Linked DNA regions of Oryctolagus cuniculus: region 2 is linked to region 1. A link is a contact called in public Micro-C data. All regions are on one chromosome and are shown on one strand. Each heading gives the region's core, a stretch centred on a gene start, on an enhancer-like site or on the middle of the called end of the contact. The rest is flanking DNA. Distances are from core to core; before and after follow the strand shown. Region 1 overlaps SYN3 (synapsin III). Region 2 holds the start of TIMP3 (TIMP metallopeptidase inhibitor 3).

Region 1 (2,844 bases), core at 19-2,518:
GGGGGATGTCCATTTGTCCTTCACCTGGAATGTCAATCAGGTAAGTAGCTACACCAGACCCAGTTCTTTTTTGGGCATTGCCTCTAGGTCAGCGTATCTCTGGTGAGTGCCCCGGGAACAGTGGAGTTGTCAGGTGCACCTGGCTCAGGGTGCCCACCAGGTGGCGGCATTCCAACAGATTCTCAACCAGCTGGGGTCATTGAGAAGCAGGGCCTACTGTCTGCATGGAGGGGTGAGGCCACTCAGTGTCTGACAAGGACAGAGAGTGGGCCTCAGCTCCAGTTAAGGTACAGATCTTCTGAAGGCAGGAGGCCAGGGGTGGTTGGTATGGAGCGAGAAATCATGGCCAGGCAAAAGGAAAATGGCACCACATGTTGCCTTGTTCAATCCCACAGACCTTCCAGATGCCTTTTCCTGGTTCTCCCTGTCTCCAGGTCTGTGTCTGATGCTCTCCTGCGGGGCTCTCCACCACAGCACCTGCCACACTGAATTTGCATCACTGATCTCCCTGTCATTCCCTTTCACACAGCTGGGGCCAGGTCAGTTTCCTGTTGGAAACCCTAGTGCCTATACAGCATCTGGGCCCCGGGTAAGGATTGACGTTTCTCTGCCACATGAATGGAGCTCACTCACAGCCAGAACTAAAACCAGACTCTCCCTTGAGTACCAACACCCTGGGGAGGGCACCTTGGGCCTCTGACGCCGTTGACCTCAAAGATGGAAAACTGCAAGGTGGGAGGCCGAGAGGTGCGGCTCAGAGGTTCTTACTACGAGCCATAAAGGATGAACTTGACGTCTAACTCTACCCCGAAGATGTCAGTCTTGTCCACCTCAGCCAGGCCGACCAGGTGGGGGAGATGGAAACTCGGGATCTGGCCAAGTCTGGTGCCTGCTGGAGAGAACATGCCCTGTAAGTCTGTATTTCATTTCCGGGAGGGAGGAAGGCGCGAGTCTTAGGGCCCCACCCTCTGGGACAAACGGATTCAACCTGCTTCTCTGCCGCCTTCCTGCAGGCCCTCCGCCCTACCATCCTGGCAGCTCTACCTCCCCCTCTGGAGCTCCAGCACAGAGCAGAGCCCAGTCAGAGCCGCCCAGATGGGCCCAACCTCCCTGCGTTCCAGTCGCGGCCAAAGCCTGCCCGGGAACAAGTGGAGAGCCCCTCTCGGAGGAAGTGATTCAGAAACCGCCATGGCCTGGCGGCCCGCCGTGACTCACAGCACATCAATGGGGAATTGTGTGTGGAGGCTGAGAATACCAAAGCGCTTTTCTTTCCTTCCTTCCTTCTTTGCCTTTCCCTTGGCGGCATTGTGCAACACCAGGCTGCCCAGAGACATGTGTTTCTCATCAGCGACTCGGGCAGTCACCTTGGAGGACTAGGGAGAAAGCAAGGCAGGGAGGGGACAGGCCGCGAGGGGACCTGCAGCAGCCGGGGGCGCCCTTGTCTTTCATGGCACCTTTCGGGTCAACACCAACAGCCTCACTGAGCATCTGGAGTGGGGGAGAGAAGGATTTTGGATCTGGGAGAAAGCTCAAGGGTCTGTTTGCAGAGGAGGAAATGGAGGCCCCCAGGAGGCCCCCAGGAGGCCCCCAGGAGGCAACGCAAGTGCTTTGCCAAAGTCAAGTTGCATCGTGCGTCTTGGTGTGGTGACTTCATTTTCTTTTTTTTTTTTAAATTAATTAATTAATTTTGTTGACAGGCAGAGTTAGACAGTGAGAGAGACAGACAGAGAGAAAGGTCTTCCTTTATCCATTGGTTCACCCCCCAAGTGGCCGCTATGGCTGGTGCATTGCAGCCGGCGCGCTGCACTGATCCAAGCCAGAAGCCAGGTGCTTCTCCTGGTCTCCCATGCGGGTGCAGGGCCCAAGCACTTGGGCCATCCTCCACTGCCTTCCTGGGCCACAGCAGAGAGCTGGACTGGAAGAAGAGCAACTGGGACAGGATCCGGCGCCCCAACCGGGACTAGAACCCGGGGTGCCAGTGCCACAGGCAGAGGATTAGCCAAGTGAGCCGTGGTACCAGCCGACTGCATTTTCTTAGCAGGATGTGTAGTTTAAGGACAATTTTTCCCCCATGAGTTGTGCCAGATGCGACACTATAGCAAGTTCAGTCACAAGTCTATCAGTGGTGCCTTTTCTCTTACCTACCAGTCTAGGGGGACTGCTCTGTGTGCCACCTGTGGGGTCCCCTGTCACATCTGATGCCCTTGTTTGGTAGTTCTCATCGAATGGGCTATTTTGCTGCCCATGACGTTGGTCCCCGTGGGTACCTGTTTTCCCCTCTTTGCCTGCCCAGCATCTTCTCCAGCATCCTTTCTCCTCCCCGGGCTCACAAATGTCTAGGCCCCACAGAGACCTGGCTCAGGCCCTCTCATCTTCTTACTCATAGCCACATTTGAGGTTTCGGCAACTACTGATTAGCGGAGGACTCCCGCCTGCTCATCTTTCCTGAGCTACAGATGTGAACACACAGCTGCCTTCTTGGCACCTCCTTTGGATGGCCCAGGCTGAATTACCATTTTCCCCCCAAAACTCTTGGACTACTTTGATTTCACTGCCGAGCAGCCACAGGCCCGGTATAGCTCGTGTTCCGAAACCTGTGCTCTGCCATCTTCCAGACCTGGGCTCCACGCCCAGATATGGCACTTAACGAGCTGCTGGGTCTTGGCCAAGGTACTCCACTTTCCAGTGCCTTCATCTGTAGGATGAGGCTAATAAAAATACCTTCTTCATAAGGCTGTCATTCAGAGGGCACGAGTTAACACAGTCGCATTAGCACAGTGCCTGGAGTGTCCTGCCGAGCTGTTACTTGTATGATGTGTCTCGGCGCCCTCCCACGGAGCCACC
Region 2 (2,895 bases), core at 116-2,615, 120 kb after region 1:
AAGATTCCCCGGAGATACCACCAGGTGAGGTATGGCGCCTCCCTTGGAACATTGCGAAGGGAAATCAAGCTGTTGTTGAACGATCGGGATCATAACTGGACTAATTATTTGCAGCCTTCCATGAGAGCTGGGGTCCAGTTTGGGATCGAGTGCACCCCAGAGTTCCTGGCTGAAGGTGGGAGACCCGTGCGCTCTGGGCAGGGTTCGGCACACAAGCTCAGGGCGTTGCGCAAACCTCTCTCGATACCTGCTGCCCTGGCCTGCAGCTTGCGCGGGGCTCAGCCTGCCTTAGCCCACTCCTCAGCACCCAGGTCGCCCCCCCCCCCCAGCCCTCCTCTTTCCGTCCCCCCCCCCCCCCCCGGTCTCTCCAACCCCTGACCCTGCTCTGTGCTCTGGCGTCACAGAACAAGATCGCGTGCGTTCAGGACGTCCACGGGAGCAAGGGCTTGGGCTTGCGTACTCCAGCGCCTGCAACAGCCTGTGTTGAATGAATTCACAACTCTGCCTTGTGCCCAGCCTGCCCGGGGAAGCCACTGCTATCGCAGCCAGCTAGCTCCAATCGGCAGCTGGCTCCCTCGCAGCCAGAACATGAGGGAGGGAGGCGTCGTCGGTCTGGGTATTTTTCGGAGACCCTGCTCTCGCCAGAGAAGGCGCGCGGGTAACAGCTCCCGCTACGTGCCCCAGCCGGCGCGCTCCAGGTCCGCCAGGACCCAGGCCCCCCTCCTCTGCCCTGCGTGGGTGGGTCGGGGTCGATTGTGGTGTGGGACGGACGTGGAGCGAGGGTCGGGCGAAAGTGGGCACGGGGCCGCCGCTGGGAGAGCCGGCGGCGGGCGCGGGTCCGGGGCGCGCCCAGCCCACCCACTCGCGTGCCCACAGCAGCATTATTCCCTATAAGGATCTGAACGGTCCGGGGGCGGCCCCGCCCCGCCGGCCCGCGCCCCCGGCCCCGCCCCCTTTTCGGAGGGCCGATGAGGTAATGCGGCTCTGCCATTGGTCGGAGGGGGCGGCCCCGTGCGCCCGGGGGAGGGTGTTCCCGGGGCGCCCGGGCTATATCTCCCGGCGGCCGGGGCAGCGGCGCAGAGTGGGCAGCGGGCAGGCGCGGGCGTTCGGTAGTTTCTGCTTCTCGGACTCCGGCTCCTCCTGCTCCTTCGGCTCCCGCTCCTTCGCTGGGAGAGCCCGCCCGCCTGCCTGTCCGCCTACCCGCGCAGTTTGTGCGCCAGCGCCTTGTCCCGCTGGGCACTCGGAGGCCAAAGTTGCCCCGCACGACTGAGCGGGAGAGCTCGGGCTGCGGCAGCCCCGCCGGCGGCGCGCACCGCAAGTTTGCAGAGGCGAGTGGCAGTCCCAGCGGCGGCAGCGGCAGCGGCGATGACTCTGTGGCTCGGCCTCGTGGTGCTCCTGGGCAGCTGGGGACTGGGGGACTGGGGCGCCGAGGCGTGCACATGCTCGCCTAGCCACCCCCAGGACGCCTTCTGCAACTCCGACATCGGTAAGCGCTCCGAGTGCGCTGCTGCCTGGGCTGCTGCGGGACTCCCGGTCTCCGCCCCAGGCACTGGGCGCAGGGGTGCAGGGGCGGGGTGGCGGGGCTCCGTGTCCTCGGGCGGAGGGAGCTCTGACGTGGCCGACACAGCACCCTTCGCCGGCCCTGAGGGTCTGAGGTCCCTCCTGGTCCGTTTGACAGCTGGGCCAAGTTCCCCACTCGGGATTGAAGGAAGAAGGGCTGGGGGAGAAGAGGAGGGAGAGGGTTCCTAAAACTTGGCCGCGCTAACTTACCCCCCCTGGGCTGTTGCGTGTCCTTGCTATTAATTTTTTTTAAAGTTGCCAGCCAAGTGCCAGACCCTGCACCCTGCAAGAACTCCAAAGTTGCAGGTGGAACTTGGAGGGTTCTGCTTTTGCCACCTCTCCTATCGATTCCCTTCTTCCCCCTGGGACCCAACCCAGCCGCAGGCTCCCCAAGCCAGTGGAAGCTGGGGCTCTGGGGCTGCCAAGTTTGGGCGGATATAGGTGGAAAAAGGAAGAGAGAGCTTGGCGGGGTGGGGGGTGGGGGGAGGTGATAGCAAGCTCGTGGTGGCTGTGAGGGCTCACTTACCAAATAGCTGTGAAAACTCGCAGGAAGGTTTTTTTTTTTTTTTCTGGAGTTGTGTGTGTGTGTGTGTGTGTGTGTGTGTGTGTGTGTGTGTAGATGACACCTGGTGAACAGATTTGCCACCAAAAGAACCAAGATGCCAAGGGTCACATTGTGGCAACAGTTCCAAACTGGACTTTGAGCCTGGCTTAGACCCTGCAGGAAGTGCAGCTCCTTCTCCCCAAAGACCTTGAGGGAGGGTGTCCTGGGAAAACTTGTCTGGGAGTGTGTGGGACACTTGGATCGGGATGGCCAGAGGTGGAGTGGCAGATGGAACGCGTCTCTCCCCTCCTCTGCGGCTCAGCAGGCGTGCGAACCGAGTGTCCCCGCTGCGTGCGTGCGTGCGTTGCGTGTGTGTGTGTGTGTGTGTGTGTGTGTGAAGTGCAGTCATACAGGGAAGCAAATCTTCTACTGGTGAGGGACCCTACACGTGTGTTGCGGGGAGGAGCCCCAGGTTGGGAGGGGCACTGCGGGTGAGTCAGGCGCAGCCTTGGAGAAGCTGGAGAGGGGGCCCCCGGTGCTTGGAGGTCGTTCGGGTTGGCAGCCAGGGGTGTTTGTGTGGTCTGTTTGGTCAAGGCTTCCTGGGGCCTGCCGCTGCACACCCTTCCTTCCCCTGGGAGAACCTGGCTGGACCCTGCTTCTGTGGGTTGCTCAGAAGGATTCTTGGGGCTGCTGCCCCTACCCGAATTCCTCGCTGCAGCTGGTGGCGTTTCCACCTGGTTCTTGTTGGGAGGTGGTGCTGTTACTGCTGAATTCTGGTTGAGCTCCGCACG

The links. Hi-C and Micro-C count contacts between places; a contact is called where the count stands out from the background.
Region 2: a Micro-C map of ear pinna shows a contact between it and region 1, with 3 times the contacts expected there. The contact joins the promoter of TIMP3 here to the enhancer-like site in region 1. A contact is called at or near these places in 3 of 6 Hi-C or Micro-C datasets (ear pinna, psoas muscle and an unstated tissue).

What each region holds. Positions count from the first base shown.
Region 1 is chr11:110,539,428-110,542,271 of mOryCun1.1, forward strand. The region is part of intron 5 of SYN3 (synapsin III); the gene reads right to left. Among named protein-coding and RNA genes, the nearest start is that of TIMP3, 120 kb to the right of the region's middle. Within about 2 kb of position 1,269, at least 4 of the 8 cell types and tissues checked have an H3K27ac peak or open chromatin away from gene starts, as enhancers often do. A contact at or near this core is called in ear pinna, where this site is marked.
Region 2 is chr11:110,656,816-110,659,710 of mOryCun1.1, forward strand. TIMP3 (TIMP metallopeptidase inhibitor 3) reads left to right here and starts at 1,366. Exons shown (of 5, transcript NM_001195682.1): 1 at 1,366-1,486. The coding sequence starts at 1,366. The region is part of intron 5 of SYN3 (synapsin III); the gene reads right to left.